2 separate regions of the Gasterosteus aculeatus genome follow, and region 1 is linked to region 2. A link is a contact called in public Hi-C data. All regions are on one chromosome and are shown on one strand. The core of a region is the stretch at or near the end of the contact, and the rest is flanking DNA. Distances in the headings are between cores, read along the strand shown. Region 1 holds the start of ufl1 (UFM1-specific ligase 1). Region 2 has its middle 34 kb from the start of map3k7.

What was found. A called contact is a pair of places that touch in the nucleus more often than the background predicts.
Region 1: a contact with region 2 is called in a Hi-C map of tail fin, with 2.7 times the contacts expected there. The contact joins the promoter of ufl1 here to the enhancer-like site in region 2. A contact is called at or near these places in 3 of 6 Hi-C or Micro-C datasets (skeletal muscle and tail fin).

Annotation. Positions count from the first base shown.
Region 1 is chr18:4,159,958-4,163,901 of fGasAcu3.hap1.1, forward strand. ufl1 (UFM1-specific ligase 1) reads left to right here and starts at 1,691. Exons shown (of 19, transcript XM_040160928.2): 1 at 1,691-1,948; 2 at 2,162-2,307; 3 at 2,422-2,450; 4 at 2,587-2,684; 5 at 3,243-3,357; 6 at 3,519-3,649. The coding sequence starts at 1,872.
Region 2 is chr18:3,659,831-3,663,802 of fGasAcu3.hap1.1, forward strand. No RefSeq gene overlaps it. Among protein-coding and RNA genes, the nearest start is that of map3k7, 34 kb to the left of the region's middle. Within about 2 kb of position 2,066, at least 1 of the 9 cell types and tissues checked has open chromatin away from gene starts, as enhancers often do.

The DNA of each region.
Region 1 (3,944 bases), core at 441-2,940, 500 kb after region 2:
GAAACCTAATTAAAAGTGGCTGATCTGTCATATACATGACTAATCCCTGAGCAGTTCTATTTTAAATTGTTCATAACTTTTGTCAGTGATAAAGGTAAACATCAGCAATCCCCACCATCCTCATGTTAGAATTGCAGAGTGTAAAACGTAATAAAGCTAATAAAAGATTAATTCCATTTCTGTCATAAAGGAAAATAATTTCCCTCTCAGCTGCTTCAGAGAACTGCAGCAGACTAGAAAAGTGTATATTTTTCGTGTGGTGGTAGATTTCATTGTTTACTTTTATATTAATGTACAACAAATCTCATATTCAGTCCTATCGTGCTGGCATCATTGGTAGCCATCGAAACACGGACGCTTACTTCCACACAGCCACAAACAACAAGATGTTTAATGTAAAACATTCATCCATCCTATCTGACTTAGGTGCGTCCAGCCTTACGCCGCCACCCGACCAGGTTTATGTTTTTTAAACATAATAAAAATCTACTAGTCAAACGGGTCGGGCCGGGACCTTCCTATATTCCATTTTTTCCACTTCCAGAAACGCTGCGTATCCCACCCACATTCTCCCTTGAAACCAGCAAAACCCCCCCTCCCACGAGTTACTTTAATCTTATAATATTCCTTTACCTTGAGTGGTCATTCAAACCTGAGCTTGAAGGCAGAGGATCACATAATATATCCTAAAGTTTGAACAAATCCACTTACAACTTTTCTCCCCATTCTAAAACTACCCGAGGCTGATTTCTTTCTTCTTGACTCTCATAGAAAGTGTGTATGTCACACAGTATCCGACTACAACCACACTATATACGCACCACATATGGAGGACGGTTATACGGGTTGGCCTCTGAAAGAAGTTATTAAAGAATCCATGGTTGTGAGTACCTTTCGGCAGACACAGAAGGACAGTTTCTCATCAAGATTGTGCTTTTTGAAAAATTAACTAGCAATTAATTACATACAAGCCTGCAGTGAGTATGCATATGACATATAATTACAGTATTCCACTCCTACCGGGTCTTTGCCGGTATGATGGAGTGCTTTGTTCAACACAGCACTTTCAGTTAGGCGTCCTGGAAGGAATGGAATTGCTTGTGGTCTACTGCTCCCTAGTGTTAGCAGGCCTGCTCTGCAGCTTGAGTTCCATTCGCTCTGATATCATGTTTCACTCTGTTGGCAAGGCAGGAATGCTAAGTTTAAGAAGGGGATTTCCAGATATTTCCCTGTCTGGGAATGTCAAATGGAATTGGTTTTGACCGCAGAAAGAAGCTGGTGAAAATGGGATCCGGAAAAAAAACTCTATAAATATATTTATATATCTATAAATATGGTAACTCTATAGTCCCTATTTTTTCTTGTATGTTTGTATACACATGCTTTTTATGCAACTATTTTCATTGTATCATATTTCAAATTCGATGTCCTCCTTATTTATTCACAGCCAATATTCTGCTCCAATTGTTTGAATGTTGTTAATAGAAATACAAGGTCTGAATGTAGGGTTTGTTGCTGAAATGTGGATTAAAAAAAAATCAGCACTGCCCTGAATTGCTCGCTTGCTTCCGTCTACCTGCCCCATCCCATTGGGGTACTTGGATCCTCGAAAGGACTCCTTCGTTTCAACGGCATCTGTGTGCCCAGAGTGGCAGTACAGTATAGGACACCATTGGCTCTGCGCGCTTTGATTCGGGTGGATGAGATTTGGTCCTTTTGGCTCTCCGTCATACGTCACTGTAAATGTTGACGTGTGGCTAAGCAGAGCGCTGTCTCGTTAGCCAGTTAGCTGGAACTTGCTCCCTGATTGTGGATGGTTGAGGAAACCCAGTGACAGCTGACTGCTTTCGCAAGCACTTGAGCTTTTAAGGATGGCGGCTGACTGGGAAGAAATCCGAAGACTCGCTGCTGATTTCCAAAGAGCACAGTTTGCGGACACGGTGCAAAGGTACGAGCAGTTTTCGCCCTAAGCAGCTGTTAGCAGCAAAGCTAATATGAGCTAGCAACTTTCCTTTAGAAGTAACTCCGCTAAGCCAGCTAGTTGTCGCCTCTCTTTTTACACCTGTCGATGACAACAACAATACAACCAACACAATTGTCTGTAATTTGAGGGCGAAGCCGCCTTAGTGACAATTTAGTAACGTGAACCTCTTTTCTTCAGGCTATCGGAGAGGAACTGCATTGAAATCATTGGGAAACTGGTCCAAGACAAGAAGCTGGATGTGGTGCACACGCTTGATGGGAAGGAGTACATCACTCCAGCACAGATCACCAGGGAGATCCGGGATGAACTCTACGTGCACGGAGGTCAGCATCACATTCAAAGTTGAATGGAACACATCTTCCAGAAATTGTGAGAAATAACTAGATAATAGTAAATTGTAGATAACAATGAATACAGCCTGTTGTTCTCTTTCACAGGCCGAATCAACGTCGTGGATCTCCAGCAGGTGTGTTTTAGAGTTGCTTTGAGCCCCGTGTGTATATTCCTATCATATAGCTATAGATAGGAATATACACATGTTCTCTCAAAATGTGATATTAAAGGTTTTTAAAGAATTCGGTCTGTACCCTCCTTCTTTTCAGATTATCAATGTGGATTGGATCCATGTTGAAAGTAGAGCAGGGGACATTGCCAAATCTGATAAAGGGGTGCATCTTTTACTGGGACAACTTATTGATGAGTGAGTATTAATATACCTTAATCACACTAGTGCTGAACCTCAAGGCAATGTGAGTCAGTTTGCCCATATTTCTCTCCATAAAGCGGAGTAAAATATGTGCAAATAGATTCTATAAGATGTGAAGTTTGAAAGACATGTCGTTTGTTCCATGGCTAGAAATTAAAGGTATTTTTTTATTTGAACATGTTTATTTAAAGTCTTGCATAATGTAAGATACACATTTAGTGATCCGGAAGGAAATTCTTGTGGTGGATATTGATGAATTATTTCCATAGTTGAAGAAAAGAAAAAGCAATAGACTCAAAAAAAATTTTGGAACAAAAGAATATGGCGTGTCAAAGCTCAAAATATAACCGTAAATGAAAGGGAAATTACACAAATAGAGGATTCAAAACGAATGATGAATGAATGATGAGGATCATGAATGATGAGGATTCAAATGTATAAAAAAGGAGTTTCAAGGAATATTAGGACTTGTGCCGTTAATACTCTGGAAAGTAACTGGTCAACTTGTATACTTGCAACAAACTATGTTGCTTCCTTTTTTCTTTTCCGTAGCACGTACCTGAACCGATTGGCTGAGAATGTGAACGACAAGCTGCAAGAAGCCGGTTTGATCAGCATCACTGAACTTTGTAAAAACTACGACCTCCCAGGAGATTTCTTATCTGAGGTGAGTCACAGTGTGCAGCTTCCATGCGTTTATCATATCAGAGGAATTAGGCAAAAACGTATTGATTAGTAACCCGAGCATCAATGGTCATCAATGGTTTTTACATGTTGAAATAAATCTATGATAGAATAAATGCATGTATGTTTTGTGATCATTCTCAGGAGCTGTCAAAGCGCCTCGGGAAGCTCATCCAGGGAGAACTGGACCAGCACAACAAGGGGATCATATTCACTCCAGCTTTTGTTGCTCGTCACAAAGCCAGAATCCGTGGGCTCTTCAGTGCTATCACTAGGTAAGACATTTCACACATTGGGCCTCACGCACAAACAACACGTGCAACAAAGTTTGGGGCAATTTGGTTTATAAATACATTACACCTCAAAAATCTGTATGAGAGTTACTCTCCATATGTTACCTTGGATTCTTGATGTAGTTAGGTTGTCTGGCCAGCTGTTGTATGCAGTAAATGGGTTATAGATCATACGTATATATATTAGCAGCGAGACCTGCACACGCATCTTTTCTACAGTACGTTTCTGGAGAAAACGTGTGTCGGAGAAGCAATGAGCACACAACTGAAGGACTGA
Region 2 (3,972 bases), core at 816-3,315:
ATTGTCAAACCCTTTCTTCCTCTTTCTGTCACGCAGTAAAAAAGAAATAGAAAAAGCTATTGAAACTGTTTCGTAAACAAAGTAAAAGTCACCCCGAAATGGCACTTGGCTGAGCTTTCATTTTAAAGTGGTAAGATATTTCAGGGCTGGTGGCAGGAGGAAATGTGTTTTCTGTTGATTGTAGGTACTCATTAGTTCATATTCCCGTGAGAGTCTTTAGTGCATTTCACACTTCACCTGATTACTACACACAGGCAACAAAATTGTGTGAAAGCAACTAGTGCTAAATAAGGGTATCATTTATCACTTGTCGTGATTTTGTTTAAGATAGTAACATTCGATCATTCCAATTCCGTCCGGCCTAATTTACCACATGTACGCATGCAAAATCATTATAATTAAACGTCATCAACAACTGGGTGAGTGAAGATGGTCTGTGGACACGCAGCCATGATATGGAGCTTTGGCGTTGTCTTCTGTTGTGAAGCAGTGCCACACATTGTAAGAAAAACAAGTAGGAGCAGATTTGTCTCCAGAGGGTCCAAATGGTAAATCAATAAACAATACAAACTAGTGTTTACACCGCCCCCTTGTCTGGGTGAATCTTTCAATAGTACAAACCAATCAATTTATTTTAATTAATTAACTGCCCGGGCAATTTGCAAAGCTAACACAAATCAGTAGTTTTTGTAAACATTTTTAAAAGGGACATTCTACAGGTCTGTTCTAAATTCACTCAGAAGAAGATGTAATCAACCACCTTAGATGTTGCTCTGCAGATATTTATGGACGACCACCAACAGATTCACCCTCATTTTGACATTGTCCGGTTGGAATTTTGCGTTGCTAACATTGTGTTTTTCAGAAACATTTTTTTCTTAGTTGGATGTTTGCCCACAACGTGTCGCTGCCTTTTTAAAAATGTTGACACTCATAAATGCCCAAACGCAGCGAGTACAATATTCTGCCAGTAGATCTGAGCCTTAGTCAAAGACAAGCTGGTAAAAATGGTCATTTTCTTCCATGAGTAAAGATTTAATGAAACTAAAGTGTAATAAACAACTGCAGCTTGACCAGTAAGTAAAACGCCCTGGAGCTTCCGCTGGGTTTGAATGACAGTGAGCGCCGCCTCCTACATGAGTAACATGTTCATATCACCCGTGTTATAGATGAGGAGCTGCCCAGAAAGCTCCCATCAGATAATTCTCCTGTAGGAAATGAGGGAAAACAGGCTCTCTGTTCTTTCGGACTGCCTGTGATGTCTCTCCATAGGCTCCCCTTGGCCAGGTGAATAATTCAGCCCTAATGCCTCCACACTGCATAATTCACAACACAACTGAGCGGTGTCGAGTGCATGAACTTTCCCTGCCTCTTCAATGTCTTCTACCGAAATCCTCTTCCTAAAAGAGCTTTGGATGCCTCCTCTGAGGTGAAGGGAGAACTCATTTTGTGCAGTCACACACACACATACCTGGAAGAACTTGCCTCTGTCTTGTCCCTCCGCACTCCCTCCCAGGATGTCAGGGAGAATCAATGTGCAAAGTATCTGTGTTGGTTGTGACAGTCAGCAGAGATTCTGATTATTATAATGGGATCGCACAAGTAAAGGAGAAAACTATTATGTCACTAATTAAGCAGAATGTTTTTAACGGTAATATGAAGTCTATGGCCAGTGAGTCAGACTTCTTACAGCTTAAACTATTTACATTAGGATCTTGAAGTTAGGTGGGCCGCTTGAACGACACCATCATCCGTCGACGATGGCGGGCAGTCATCGTTCACTGAGTTCACTGTGATTTGAAAGTATGTAGGCCATTGGGTGTGAGACACTCTCACACACACTAATGAAACCCTCTCACATTGACTATTGAAATGTCCTCACACTCACTACTGAAATACTCACACATACATTCATACTATGCACACGCATATATAAAACATTATACATACTCGTCTGAAACACATGTGAAACAAAAGCATGCATATATACTTATATATACTTATACAAGCTACTACACATGCATTTGAAATGCTTACATGCATACAAGTGAAACATTTATACGTATCTATCTGAAACACTCGTGCATGCACATATGAAAAGGTTGTACAAAGATATATACATATATTTGTATAAATGTTTCAAATGTCAACAGTCATCATTTTAGAGTATGAGCTTTGCACCTTCATTATATACTCTGTGGCAATAGAGTACAAAATAGTGTGTTTGGTGTTGTTAATACAAGGTAGTGCAGACTGGAGCCTAAATGTGATGAGGCAATCTCATCTGCAAGCACTGTTGTCCCCATTAACGGCCTCTAAGAAATATCCTCCTGATCAGATCAGAGCAACAGCGGTGGCATTGCATGGTCATTTGAAAAGATGCAGGGGGGGGGGAAATATTCAATTGGCTGTCTGCAGGCGACTGATGCTGCTGATTTCTGTAAACACAAATGGCAAGAGATTGAGTTGTTTCAATGAGAGATGATGGGAAGAACGCGAGGAAGTCCTTGTCGGGGCCAAATTAATAACAGACTGTGGTGTGACCTTGACAAGTGGCTCTCATTAGGACGCCAGAATACTGGAGAGCCTGCTGTGGCTTTTCCACACAGTCCAGCCTCTACAAACCAGTTTTATCGAGAACGTAAATAATTGCCAGGAGAATCTTGACTGCATGGGGCACACTGGCTGGCCAGAAAGTGAAATTGACAGAAGTGATTGTTAGAAAAAAAGAGAAAGATCATGTATCATGTTGCCACATATACTCTCTGTCCGAACAAGGGCCTGAAACCAAGAATCTTTGAGCTGCTGGGCTCAGTTTAATCCTCAACTCTTCAGGACCACCCCGAAGACATTATATTGTATAACATGTAGGATCCTACTTCTCCTACTTCTTACTCTATTTAAACATCTTAAAGTAGCTTAGTTTCTAGTCTCAATACCCAGTTTCAAGTATTTTTCAATGCGAGGTTGATGACTCTCCTTCCCGTGGCACAGTGTATTTGTCTAGTAATTTTGTTGTGAAAAGTTAGATGAAAAACAGCAGCGAGCAGAGATCATAAAGCGAATTTGAGGAGACACGTTAACTCAGCTATATTGCCTTGCCGATTTAGATTGCAACCTTCAAAGCAGTCCTCAGAGTCTATTAGTACATTCACAAGCACTGTATTTGCTATCATCTGCCTTTGTGCCTTCAATGGAGCCTTCATTAGACAGTATTCTATTAATTGATGCAAAAAACACTTTTAATTTTCTGTTGCCAATTTAATTCTAAAGATACGGTAAATGTTTTAAGTATATCTTGCTGAAGAGTGCTACACATGGCCAACTTCTTTTAGAAGAACTCATGAATTAACTAATTTTTCCTTTTTGGTAGGACGAAAGCCTCTCAAGTCTTCTGAATTATTTCACATCATTTATCAAAACAGCTTTGCCCTTCCAAATTTTCTGTTGTTTTCTTTGCCAAAAGTGAGGGACTAAACCTCTGAGGTAAAAACCCTGATGAGTCAATTTTAAGCACTTTACAAACTTCATATAATGCATTAACAGGAAATAACAGAAAAGAAACAAAATGTAAGGTTTTAGATGACAATTTAAGGATAAATGTGAACAAATTAGTTTCTTTCCACCGGCCATTTCTCTGACGAACAGACGGCACCTTGATTCCATTCTCACTGTTTTGTATTTTTATAAATCGTTTTACTCTTAATTGTTTTTGTATATTCTTGTTATTGTAAGTATTGTGTGTGTACGTATATTGAGAGCACATGCTACCAAAGTCAAATTCCATAAAGGGATACGAATACATGGTAGTTCCAATGAACACTGCACACACACAGTAACAATACTTTTTGTCGTATACACAGATTCTGTTTCATATTGTGAGAAAAAAGACTCGGCTCAGACCAAAAATGTTGAATTTTCTTTTAAAAAATGAATCTTTTGGGAAATGGAAGGTTTCTAAAACGTAACTTG